Linked DNA regions of Capra hircus: region 1 is linked to region 2. The links are chromatin contacts, called in public Hi-C maps. All regions are on one chromosome and are shown on one strand. Each heading gives the region's core, a stretch centred on a gene start, on an enhancer-like site or on the middle of the called end of the contact. The rest is flanking DNA. Distances are from core to core; before and after follow the strand shown. Region 1 holds the start of ADIPOQ (adiponectin, C1Q and collagen domain containing). Region 2 overlaps ST6GAL1 (ST6 beta-galactoside alpha-2,6-sialyltransferase 1).

What was found. Hi-C and Micro-C count contacts between places; a contact is called where the count stands out from the background.
Region 1: a contact with region 2 is called in a Hi-C map of liver, with 2.4 times the contacts expected there. The contact joins the promoter of ADIPOQ here to the enhancer-like site in region 2. A contact is called at or near these places in 3 of 5 Hi-C or Micro-C datasets (blood and liver).

What each region holds. Positions count from the first base shown.
Region 1 is chr1:80,093,185-80,099,975 of ARS1.2, forward strand. ADIPOQ (adiponectin, C1Q and collagen domain containing) reads right to left here and starts at 2,951. Exons shown (of 2, transcript NM_001287573.1): 1 at 2,744-2,951; 2 at 1,193-1,838. The coding sequence starts at 2,942. The coding sequence ends at 1,318.
Region 2 is chr1:79,902,201-79,908,767 of ARS1.2, forward strand. It overlaps ST6GAL1 (ST6 beta-galactoside alpha-2,6-sialyltransferase 1), which reads right to left. Exons shown (of 6, transcript NM_001285660.1): 3 at 2,111-2,208. Among named protein-coding and RNA genes, the nearest start is that of ST6GAL1, 12 kb to the right of the region's middle. Within about 2 kb of position 2,326, at least 1 of the 5 cell types and tissues checked has an H3K27ac peak or open chromatin away from gene starts, as enhancers often do.

The DNA.
Region 1 (6,791 bases), core at 1,701-4,200, 190 kb after region 2:
ATTTCTTTTTTTAATACTTCTTAAAGAGCAAGAGTAGATACAGGAGGCCCAAGTCTCCCCTGACCCTGTTGGTGCTCAAAGAAAGAATAGTTTCCAACTTCTTTCATGGGGTTTGCATTGCAGGCTCAAGCTACTTCCCTAAGGGAAAATTCTTTAAGTGTTCTGGAAAGCACAGTCATCCCTAACCTCAGTGGAAAAGATTCAAGCCATCCAGTGGAACAAAGATTAGGAGTTTAAAATCAAGAAGTTCCTAAAATAAAACTGTTTTTGTAGATAGGGATTGGTTATATGGAGAGACAGAAATGGGGTTAACTCTGGGTAGATAGGAGGTTCCAGAGTTTGATCTTCATGAGGCATCAGTCAAGGACCTGGAAGGGGACTCAGTGTGCAGGAAGCACGATCCTCTGTGGGTAATTATCCCTGGCCTGCAGGAGGATGTCTTGCAAACCCAGGACTCTCATCCATGGTGACATGCGGAAAGGCAAAGGGGCCCAGGAGTGAGGAAGACTTGCAGGAAAGAAGAGATATCACATCAAGCAAGCTTCCTAACCTGGTGGTCTTGAGGGATAGGGAAGATGTGAACATGTGGAGATGGAGTCAACTTTCTGGGCCAGAGAGAAGGGTCTGAGGAAAGACATAGAGAAGAAGAAGTATGGAGTAGTCCAGCTGGAATGGGACCTAGTCATGGAACCACCTTCTCGGAGGGAGTGCTTCAAAGGAAAGGCTTAATGTGTGGTGAAGGCCAGTTCATAGGTCCTCAGATGAGTTGGTGGGAGACCCCTACTAATACTCTACCAAAAGGCTATGTAGTCCTTAAAACAGACACAATATACTGGAAAAGGTCCACAGCCCTGGGTTGGATTTCTAACTCTGCCGCTTAATGCCTGTGTGACTTAGGCACACAGCTCTCTCATCCTCAGGACTGCAAGTGTAAAAAAGAGAAGACTATTTTCCTGTGTACTTCATAGGATTGACATGAACATAAGGGAAAACAGCAGGCACAGAATATCATTGTCAGATACTGTCTTGTAGTTAGTTATCTTGTCATGTATGTGAAACTCCCCAGTAAATGTTATCACCCTTCCATTACCACTACATAACAGATCCTTGAGGCCAGGGGACATGTCTTCTTCAAGACTGTCCTGGGAACATAGTATATCATTTCTTAAAAAAGGTACTTGATCAATGAATGAATGAATGATGTTCGGAATCCCCCAACTAGGTAATAAAATTGGTCTCCTAACTACACTGTAGACCTGTGGACTGTTCTTTCACTTTGCACTGCTTGGCCCAGTGGAGACTCTGAGTTAATGGTGCTCATTCGATGTTATGGTAGAGAAGGAAGCCTGTGAAGGTGGAGTCATGGACGTTATCCGCATAGACCCCATTGTGATTTTCACCCTCGTACACCTGGAGCCAGACTTGGTCACCCTTCTCCAGATAGAGGAGCACGGAGCCAGAGGCCTGGTCCACGTTCTGGTCCTGGAACTGGTCGTGGGTGAAGAGCAGGGCCTTGTCGTTCTTGTAGAGGCTGACCTTCACATCCTTCAAGTAGACAGTAATGTGGTAGGAGAAGTAGTACAGCCCGGGAATATTGCAGAGGAATTTGCCAGTGGTGCCATCATAGTGGTTTTGCTGATTGTAGAAGATCTTGGTAAAGCGAATGGGAACATTGGGGACAGTGACCCGGCTCTCCAGTCCCACACTGAATGCTGAGCGGTATACATAGGCACTTTCTCCAGGTTCTCCCTTTCTGCCTGGGACTCCTGGAAAGCCTCGGGGACCTTCAATCCCAGTGATTCCAGTTTCACCGGTGTCACCCTTAGGACCAACAAGACCTAGAGAACAAGAAGACCTCAGTGACCCAAGGAACAGAACTCCTGTTTAGGTTGGTTTCAGTCTAAAACACTGTCCCTGTGGCCCCTACCTACAATCTGCTTGACTTACAAAGCAAGGAATCAACGAGAGCTCCCAAAAGGGACAGCCATAACCTTCTCCTCCACATCCCCCTACAACACGTGCTCCCATAAATTCCTCTCCAACCTTATCTCCAAAAGTCTCCATCACAGACCCTCCACCCTGCCAGTACTTCATGTGCAGGCTCAACCAATCGTACACAGGGGACTCTTCTGTCCCCTCTGTCTAGGTGGCCCAATACCCATCCTCCAAGGTCTCACTCAAGCCCCACCTCCTCCTGAAAGCCTTCATTGTCCATCCAGGTCTGCATCAACGGCATTTTCTCTCTATCCCACCCTTTGGGCATTTGTCCGTATTCACTCTGGCATATTTGGTGTAGACCCTCTGGTAGTAGCGTCTAACAGTCCTGTGCACTAGGGCAAGAGTTCTCCAAGAAAAGGACTGTGACCTGCAGGAGGTCCCAGGAAGTGTGGTTGAATGCCACTGGATAGAATGGGAACTAAGGGGACATTAAGGAAAATAGGAATGTAAGCAGACTGAGAATAGGGATGGATGAGGCTGAGATGGGAAATAGGATGGGGAAGAGCAAAGATGGTGTGGGTAGAGCAGAGCCAAGGGTACTTGGTTTTAAAGGGACCATGTGTGTTCACCCCTAGAAGGCCAATCCACAATTCACTTTAGGCTGCTTATGGGTCACATCGAAAAGCTTTGTTTCTTCCCTGCACAAGGGCCGTAGTCAGTAACTACTGCCCTCTCGTAGTTTTAGAAGCCTTCCTCTACCCGGGAGGAGTCTGTGATGGGAAGGTGCCAAAGGCTTTATTCTTACCTGGATCTCCTTTCTCACCCTTCTCACCAGGGGTGCCATCTCTGCCATCCCGGCCTGGGGTCCCGTTGTGGCCAGGATGCCCTGGAATGCCTGCCATCCAACCTGTGCAGGCCCCCTTGGGCAGCGGGGGCCCTTGCATGGTGTCCTGGCCATGACTGGGCAGGGCTAGCAGCAGTAGAAGAGCTCCCAGCAGCAGCATCCTGAGCCCTGGAACCCAGATCCACGCTGTCAGCCACAAAAGAGCAACCCCCACACGGCTCCCCCGTCAGGACCCGAGCAGGACTCTGGCCAGCTCTGCAGAGTTTGCCTCAGACCCGCTCCCTCAACACTCACCTCTTCTGGAAAGATTCTTCTGATTCTTCCAGCCCACCTTGTGCTCTCTCTGCCCTGAAATATTCAGTGTTTAGCCTTATTTTCTAGGTGTGATCTCCTTTCTTCCACCATCAGTGACAGTGAGATAGCACTCCTCCAATTCCTCAGATCTGAGCACAATATGAGGAAGGGGGAAAGCTCCAAGAGTCCATTTCTCAGGACTCTATCCCTTGGGTTTTCCAAGAACGATGACTCAGATCATCCCATTCAACTCCCACTTCCCTCTCTTGGCTCCCTCCTTTTTCTTCCCTTTTCCTTTTCTCTATGTCTGTTCCTCCTTTCTCTCCCATTCTCTTTCTTCCTTTCCCCATCTCCTGGGCTACATGTTAGACATTTGGCTTATTACATACTTGCATGTACACATGCTCACACACCCACAATTACACCTGTACACACAACTACACATGTACACACATGCACACGCACACACACACACACACACACAGCCTTGGTCAGACAACCAGAGATACACTGTCCCATGAGACTAACCACTGACCTCTGCCTGTGCAGCCCCTTAGCTGTACCCCCTCACTGCCTGATCCCTCATGGACTTCAGGTCACATGGGCTGTCCTCTCTTTTAGGAAGTCCTCCCTGTCTTCCTCCCCCGTCTGGACTGCTGTTCCCCCTCGGTCCTCCCCGAGAGCCCTTGCTTATCTTTCACAGCACTGCTTGCACTGTACTGTCCTTTTATTTGCTCACCCATTAAGCACACCCAGAGGGGCGGGAGGCTATTAGTTGCACAGTCATGTCAGACTCTTTGCAACCCCATGGACTGTAGCCCACCAGGCTCCTCTGTCCATGGAATTCTCCAGGCAAGAGTACTGGCATGACTAGCCATTTCCTTCTCCAGAGGATCTACCTGATTCAGGGATTGAACCTGCATCTCCTGCTTGGCAGGCAGATTCTTTACCATCAGAGCCACCAAGAAAGTCCCACCAGTATAAAACAAGGACTAAAGAAATCCTTTGGTACAAAAAAAAAAAAAAAAAAAAAGGAAATACAGAGAGAGGAGGGAAGGAGGGAGGAAAAGAGACAGGAAGAGGGAAAGAGAATGGAGTGCACTTGGAGTATGTATTCTGGAAGCCCCGAGAAAAAGCTCTAGGAGCACAGGTGGCCAAGGGACTCCCTGTCTCAGAACCAGCCCTCCATACCCCCTCCTGAAAGACAGTCCTTGCGTGCACAGGGCCTCTGGTTCCCCTCAGTCCCTGCCTCTGTTATTAGGTTACTGAAAGCACCAGACAGAGAAACTGGTCCCAGGATCCTGGATCACAGGCATCGCTGATACCCTCTGTGGAGTCTGAAATGTAGCGAATCCCAAGAAACTGACTCTAAACAAGACTTGGTCCGTGTGTATTTTTTTACCCTAAAGACTCACTTTTTTCATCAGTTTGCTTGTCTCATAGATTTCGCAAAGCTTCCAGAATTGAATTTGGCTTCAGGAGGAAGTTCTATGAGGGATGCAGAAAAATCCCTGATAAGTAATCTTACCCCCCAAATTGTGCATTGTGTCTGGAATTTCACCTCGATGGCCCATCAGCAGGGGCTCTATCATCTTTCAGTCTGTGATGCCATCCAGCCATCTCATCCTCTGTCCTTCCCTTCTCCTCCTGCCTTCAGTCTTTCCCAGCAGAAGGGTCTTTTCAAATGAGTCAGTTCTTTACATCAAGTGGCCAAAGTATTGGAGTTTCAGCTTTAGCATCATTCCTTCCAGTGAATATTCCAAACTGATTTCCTTTAGGATTCACTGGCTGGAACTCCTTGCAGTCCAAGAGACTCTCGAGAGTCTTCTCCAACACCACAGTTCAAAAGCATCAATTCTTCGGCGCTCAGCTTTCTTTACAGTCCAACTCTCACATCCATACATGACTACTGGAAAAACCATAGCTTTGACTAGATGGACCTTTGTCAGCCAAGTAATGTCTCTGCTTTTTAATATGCTGTCTAGGTTGGTCATAGCTTTTGTTCCAAGGAGCAACCATCTTTTAATTTCATGGCTGCAGTCACCATCTGCAGTGATTTTGGAGCCCCCAAAAATAAAGTCTCTCACGGTTTCCATCATTTCCCTATCTATTTGCCATGAAATGATGGGACCAGATGCCATGATCTTAGTTTTCTGAATGTTGAGTTTTAAGCCACCTTCTTCACTCTCCTCTTTCACTTTCATCAAAAGGCTCTTTAGTTCCTCCTTGCTTTCTGCCAGGGTGGCATCTTCTGCATATCTGAGGTTATTGACATTTCTCCTGGTAATCTTGATTCCAGCTTGTGCTTCATCCAGCCTAGCATTTCACATGATGTACTCTGAATATAAGTTAAATAAGCAGGGTGACAATATACAGCCTTAATGTACTTCTTTCCCAATTTGGAACCAGTCTGTTGTTCCATGTCCAGTTCTGTTACTTCTTGACTTACATACAGATTTCTCAGGGGGCAGGTCAGGTGGTCTGATATTCCCATTTCTTTAAGAATTTTCCACAGTTTGTTGTGATCCACACAGTCAAAGGCTTTGGTGTAGTCAATAAAGCAGAAGTAGATGTTTTTCTGGAACTCTCTTGCTTTTTCAATGAGCCAATGGATGTTGGCAATTTGATTTCTGGTTCCTCTGCCTTTTCTAGATCTAGCTTGTACATATGGAAGTTCACGGTTCATGTACTGTTGAAGCCTGGCTTGGAGAATTTTGAGCATTACTTTGCTGGCTTGTAAAATGAGTGCAATTGTGTGGCAGTTTGAACATTCTTTGGCATTGCCTTTCTTTAGATTGAAATAAAAACTGACCTCTTCCAGTCCTGTGGCCACTGCTGAGTTTTCCAAATTTGCTGCCATATTGAGTGCACTTTAACAGCATCATCTTTTAGGACTTGAAATATCTCAGGTGGAATTCCATCACCTCCACTAGCTTTGTTCATAGTGATGCTTCCTGAAGCCCACTTGTCTTCGGACTTTAGGATGTCTGGCTCAAGGTGAGTGATCACACTATCATGGTTATCTGGATCATGAGATCTTTTTTGTATAGTTCTTCTGTGGATTCTTGCCACCTCTTAATATCGTCTGCTTCTATTAGGTCCATACCATTTCTGTCCTTTATTGTGCCCATCTTTGCATGAAATGTTCCCTTGGTATCTCTAATTTTCTTGAAGAGATCTCTAGTCTTTTCCATTCTATTGTTAAGTTTATTCATATATGTAGTTATACATAAACTTACATATATTTACTTATATATGTGTATGCTCAAGTTTCAAACACACAAACATGTGTGTTCATTAAAAATAGTAAGATAAATAATTTGAAAACTACAGAAAATAAACTAATCCCCATTCCCAAGAATCAATCTGCTTATTTTTAAACATAATGGAAATAATATTTTCCTAGAAATTTTATTCTCTAATTTTTGCTTTGCAATTTTCGAATTTTTGTAATCATCATTTTAAATGTGTGTGCTAGTCCATCAAGTGGATATAACCAGGGTATACGTCAACATTTCCATTTTATTGAAGCATGAACATACTTTCATTTTGAAACATTTCATACTTTCATTTTGAAACATTTTTAAATCTAACAAACATCTTTGGCACATAGCTTATCCCCAAACTAATATTATGCTATGACATAACCCCAGAAGTAAAAATTTCGGACCAAAAGATATGAACATTTTTAAGGCTCCTGATACATACTCCCAAA
Region 2 (6,567 bases), core at 1,076-3,575:
TGATATACCCTTCTGAGCATTTTTGAGTGTACAGCTCAGTGGCGTTAAGTACATTCACACTGTTGTACAACCTGGGTTGTACCACCATCCATCTCTAGAATTTTTTCATCTTCCCAAACTGGAACTCTATATGCATTAAACAACAATTCCTCTTTCCTGCCAGGCCCTGGCAACCACCATTCTACTTCCTATCTCTATGAGTTTGACTACTCCAGGGACCACATGTATGTGGAAACATACAGCATTTGTCCTTTTGTGACTGTCTTTCCACTGATTTTTAAACATGCTCAATTCTCTCTAATCTAAAACATGAAAAGAACAAAAATGAGCCCTGGAAGCCTCAACTCTCTCTACAACTATTGCTCTATTTCTCTCTGCCCTTCAGAACCAGAATTCTTGAAGGAACTCTCCATTTTTGCCATCCTCCACCTATCTCACTTCTCCTCATACTCCAGGCCGGCTTCTGGCTTTATCACTCTCCCTTCATCACCTAGCTATTGCTGAGGCCAACAGTGGCCTCCATTTTGCTAAGGAGAGAATGGTGCTTTTCAATCTTCATCTAAATTGGCCTTTAAGCAGAATCTAATGGCACTGACCTCTTTCTTACTGCTCTCATTGCCCAAAGCTCCTGCATGGACTTTTCTTCTCTTTACACTCTCTCCAATGCTCTCATTCGGTCCCACTGTTTGTTGCCACATAGAAAGAGATGATTTACAAACCCTCATCTGCACCCAAACCTTCCCACTGACCTCCAACCTCATGGGCTTCCCTGGTGGCTCAGAGGTTAAAAAAAGCGTCTGCCCGCAATGCGGGAGAACCAGTTCGATCCCTGGGTTGGGAAGATCCCCTGGAGAAGGAAATGGCAACCCACTCCAGTATTCTTGCCTGGAAAATCCCATGGAGGAAGGAGCCTGGTAGGCTACAGCCCATGGGGTCGCAAAGAGTTGGACACGACTGAGCGACTTCATCTGTGTCTGTGTCTGACCTCTCTTCACAGATACATAAAAGGCAGCTCAGATCAAGCATATCCAGAAGATATATATATATATTTATCTCTGCCCCCATCTCTGACCAAGCCCTTCACAACCCAAAACATCTCCAATACTCTTTCCAGTCTCAGTGACTCTATCTGGCCAGTTACGCAAGCCAGAAGCCCAGGTGCATCTGTGACCTCCTCCCTTCACCTCTCACACTCAGCCCCACAGAGAACCTGTCATCTGCACACATGGAACAGCTCTCAAATCCATCATTTCTCACAGTCACTTGCATGTCCACTCTGGGACAACTGCCAGCATTTCTAGCCCACACGATTGCAAGAGCCTCTTAAATGTGTTCCGCCATCCACTGGACCCACTGTATCTACTACAGTGATCACTGGACGCCAGGGATGTTTACCAAATGCAAGTGTGGGCATGCATCAAAGAAGACAAGCACCGTGGCCAAGCTCCTTCTTATCTTCAGCCTCATCCCCCTTTACATGACCCCCACCCCACCCCCCCGAGACTCTCGCCTCTTCCTGGGTCCTGGTGCCCCCCGTCCCCTTCCACACAGGACCTTCCCCAGGCCCCTGCCTCTTCCCATGCTTCTCACCATGACCCCTTACTCCTCCTGCACAGCAAAGACACCTCCTTGCTATTCCAGACTTTCCTATCTAGGGACAACTCCCCTTTCTCGGTTCTGGTGGCACTTTGACCCTTTTCTTTGTAGTTATCTGTTGTAACTTTACATTTGTCTGTATGACTACTGGACTGTATCTGTAAGTTACATGAGAGCAGGGCTGAGTCCAATTCACTCACCAATGTACCCTCCACAGCCACTCAGTTCTGCACACGTAAATATCAGAGTAGATAACATTGACACATAAGTGCCAGCCACTGCGTGCTTTGTGTGGATCTTCTCACTCCTTCGTCACAACCCTGCGGAGACACTATCATTCTCCCCTCTTCAGAGGGGCAGGAGTAACAGATGCACGACTCTTTGGCTCGTAAAAGGCAGAGCTGGTTTCGATGGCAGACAGGCTACTTGCAGAGTCTCTGTACTGATGGCTGCACCCTAGTCAGCACCACCCATGTTTGTGGAAGGATGTATTTCTGCACAGAAGAAGTTTTACCTGAGAGTTTACCAGACGAATGGTGGTTTTCGTGCCCACGTCTTGTTGGAATTTGACCGTGGGTGCCCCATTAAACCTCAGGACTGCATCGTGATCATCTGGAAACCACAAGGAAACAACACATCAGCAGTGATGACGGCGTGAACATCAGCGCTATGAGGAGAGAGGGAAGGTCTGGAGGGAGAGAGGGCAGAAGGAAGAGGAGGGCAAGGGAATAATGCTTCCCAATCTTTATGTCCTCATGGTACACAGGGGACAGTGACCATATTTGTATAGCACAGTCAGGTCAGGTTCACAGACAGAGATCACCAGCTGTCTGCCCAGCCACTGCGAAGGCTAAAGAGATCCGTACGTTGGTGTTCCTGAAACCCATTCAATGATGCACAGAGGCAACGTGGGCAGGGCCAGTGCATTCCCCAGTGAATCACTATTCCAGTTACCAAAGGAGCAAACCAGACATTCTTTTGGTATTACTTGTAGGTCATACTTCTATACTTATCAGAAAATCAAAGATCTTACCATAAGCTTGGCTTAACCCACAAGGGCAGAGTATCCCCATGGCACTCTGAAAAGCTGGCTGGGCATAGCACACGACAGCTCCCTAAGTGTTCCCTTTAGGAATCCAAGCCCCTGGAGGGGTCACAAACCTGGGTGCTGGACGAGATGGAACAAGAAGTCATAGAGCTAAACTAAACCCCATATTTTCTTTTCTTTTTTTTAAAGCTGTTTGTAAGGAATAAAATCTTCAATCCAGCCAAGATCAAATAGACCATCTTTTTGAAAATCTGCTCACTCCCCAGCTCTCATTCTCTGTCCTTGTAGCTGTTCAAGCGGTGTTTGGAAGACTAGGAGAAGATTCTCTGTCTGCAATGACCAATCTGATGCGGGAAGGAACTGATGACTTCTAAGATCCAGTTTAACCTGGAGCCTCTGACCCTATGAGAGCTCCTTTCAAGCTTACGTGATCAAACAAGCTTCAGTGCACCACTGAAATCTGCACAGGATTTAGAGGTCAGTCCAAATCTCTGTTCAATTTCTTCCCATGAGGGAGTGATTTTGGATGATTCATGCACAAAGGTGGCATCAGGAGAAGAAGGGTAGGAGTGGATTTTGGCTCAATATAAGAGGGTCTAAAGGAGAATATCCACAGAATTAAGGGATGAAAGCCTCCCTCTTTTTATATCCCTACACCCCAGCAATCTAGATATCTCATTCACAAAAACAACCCTATCCTCAATCATAGGGAAAAAAATTTTTTTCAAAATGGTTTATGTTACATCGGCATATATATATATATACATATATATATACACACACACACGACTATGTGTAAAATAGATAGCTAGCTGTATAACACAGGGAATTCAGCCCAGTGCTCTATAACAATCTAGATGGGTGGGATGGGGGTTGGGGATGGGACGGAAGCATAAGAGGAAGGAGATATATGTATTTAAAAAGCTGATTCACGTTCTTTTACAGCAGAAACCAATACAGCATTGTAAAGCAATTATCCTCCAATTAAAACTAAATTTTTTACAAGTTACATAAAATGTTCATAGTCTAGATATTATCAGATAACAAGACAGGCACAGAGAACCACAAATGGAGCAGCAAGTTTATCTTTAGATAACTCAGATTGCAATCAGTTTTGCTGAAATTAACCACTGGTTTCAAAAGTGACCAGCAGTAGCCAAGCTAGAAATGCTGATGCATTAGAAACTTCAGTCCACTTTCCCATTTCACAGGTGAATAAATGATTAATCTGAGAGTCCCGGTAGAAAAGAATGGCAAGCTCAAAGGCAGTCATTGAGAATCAAATAAAAGGACTATTTACAGAGTTGTGGGTGGAGTTTAATGAGGCAGAATCAAACAAGGAATGGGACATGCCCTGGGGTTGGATCCGGCAGGGAACCCCGCCGCTACACTACAGGCAGCAGGAGGCCACCCCGCGGGAAGCTCAGAGGGAATCATCGCACAGCCTCTCTTTCTTCCTCTCCTCTACCTCCAGGCCTGGAAGGAAAAGGAAGCAAGCAGGACTCAGAGAACCTGACAGGGACCGAAACTTTTAGTCAAGGAAGAGAAGCAGTCTGCACTCACTCTAAAAGGAGAGATGGGACGGGGAAGGGGTGGGGGGAGGAGACAGATACTCCGCCTCACTGTCCTTCTTAGTCTCAGATTTGTGCCCGTGCGTCCACTATCTCTATGCTCAGTCATTCAGTCGTGTCCAGGTCTCTGAAGCCTCTTCGACTATTATAGCCCATGAGGCTCCTCTGTCCATGGGATTTCCCAGTCAAGAATACTGGAGTGTGTTGTCGTGCTCTTCTCCAGGGGATCTTCCCAACCCAGGGACTGAACCCACATCTCTTTTATCTCCTGCATTGCAGGCAGATTCTTTACCACTAGCACTACCTGGGAAACCTGCTGCCACTGTCTAGTTCCAAGCGAAAGCCCAAAGGGCAAGAATGCCCAGGTGACACAGCCTACATTTCTACTTCCCAGGAAAGGGTGGAGGGTGGGTTTGGAGCAGCAGATAGAGAACGTCCAGTACGGGAGGCTTGGGATAGGCGCCTGGCTGACCATGAGAAAGGAGAATGTTTTTGTTCCTTCAATAAATACTGATTAAGCACCTACTCTCTGCCTGGCACTGGAGACAATGGTTGTGAGCAAGAAATCAAGGTCCTTCCTTGCCCTTAGAGACCCTGAAATCCACTGTAAAGAGAAAGGCAATAAATAAGCACAACAACCTACATTCAAGATAACTACAGATTGTGGTCAGTACTGTGGCACAAAATAGTAACCTATAATGGAAAAGAATCTGAAAAAAATATACATATATATGGGAAGGGTCCAGGAAAGTAAATTCCAGCCAGAGGACACAGCAGCGTCAAGACCCTAAGGCGGGTAAGGACTTAACTGCGAACAAATGACTGAGGGAAAGAAAAAGATGCAGCGGAAGAGGCTGGAAGAAAGCAAATCATGCAGGCTGTGGTATGAAGGTATGAAGTTTGAATTTTATTCTAAGATTTTTAAAAAATCAAAGAAGAAAACTTTAAAACAGACCACTAAATTTAAGCTCAAAAAAAAGGGGGGGGGATTAGATTCTTATTTGCCAAACTGTCCTTTGCTATCGCTATTGAAGACTAAAAAACTTTCAGTCTCAAATAGGTCTTCAGGAAATCACCAGGAGAAAGCCACAGCTACTGGGCTCCCAGCAAATAAGTCTTGAAGGAGGAAGGCTGTAGAAAACAAGGGGATCCACTTCTCTTTAACTTAGAATTAGAACACAGAAAAAGATGCAAATTAGAAAAGGAAGAAATACACCACAATATGCACGTGACATACTACATGCTTAGAAAATGCAACAGAATCAGTTTGTCAGTAAATTCATAAATACATCAAAATCTACTGTGTCCAGGTATAACAACTCCAAATAGCTAGAAATTATGGTGAAAGAAATTTTATCACTACTTGGACCAAATATTTTTTTATATTTTCCAATGAGCTTAATGAAACATATAACCGTGTATGGAAGACCATATTCTGATTCTGACTAGGAAAACTAGATATGACACAGATTGGGGCTGGCAAACTATGGCCCACAGTGCAAATATGACCTGTCTCATCTTTGTAAATAAAGTTTTATTGGAACATAACCAGATACATTCATTTATTATTGTCTGTGGTTGATTTTCAGATAGTAAATAATCTGCCTGCAATGTAGGAGACACGGGTTTGATCCCTGGGTCAGGAAGATTCCCTGGAGAAGGGAATGGCAACGTACTCCCATATTCTTGCCTGGAGAATCCCATGGATAGAGGAGCCTGGCCATCTACAGTCCATGGGGTCACAAAGAATCAGATATGACTGAGCAAATGAGCATGCATGCACACCCGTGGTTGATTTTGCACTAAAATAGCAGTCATTTTAAGAGACACTGTATGTCTTCAAAACCAAAAATATTTGCTATCTGGCCCTTTATAGGGAAAGTTTGCTGAACCCTGATATAAACAATCATGCTGTCTGAGCTACTCAATATCCAAGGGTGTCTTCCCAGTCATCACTTTGCCCAGGAACTCCATCTGCCCAAAAATATACCCAAACTCTACCCACTTTTGCCTTCCATCATGTGGTACACCTGCTTCACTTCAGCCTTTCCTACTGGTCCTTCTGATTTTTTCTTTTTTTTGTTTGTCCCTGTTATTTCCTTGCCCTTCAAGTGTAAACTTTGCTTTAGGTTTTCTCATCGGTCTTCTTTTCTGGATTACAGCTATCACCTTGAAACAAATGACTCTTAATCTCCCACCCTTACACTTTCCTGGAAGCAAATATCCAACTGCATAGATACCCACAAACACTTCAGACTTAGAACGTCCTAAATGGAACCTGTCTTCCTCCAGAAGAATGCTCCCTGGTGATATAATATAGCCTGCTCCCAGGCCAGAGACCCTGGCTTCTAC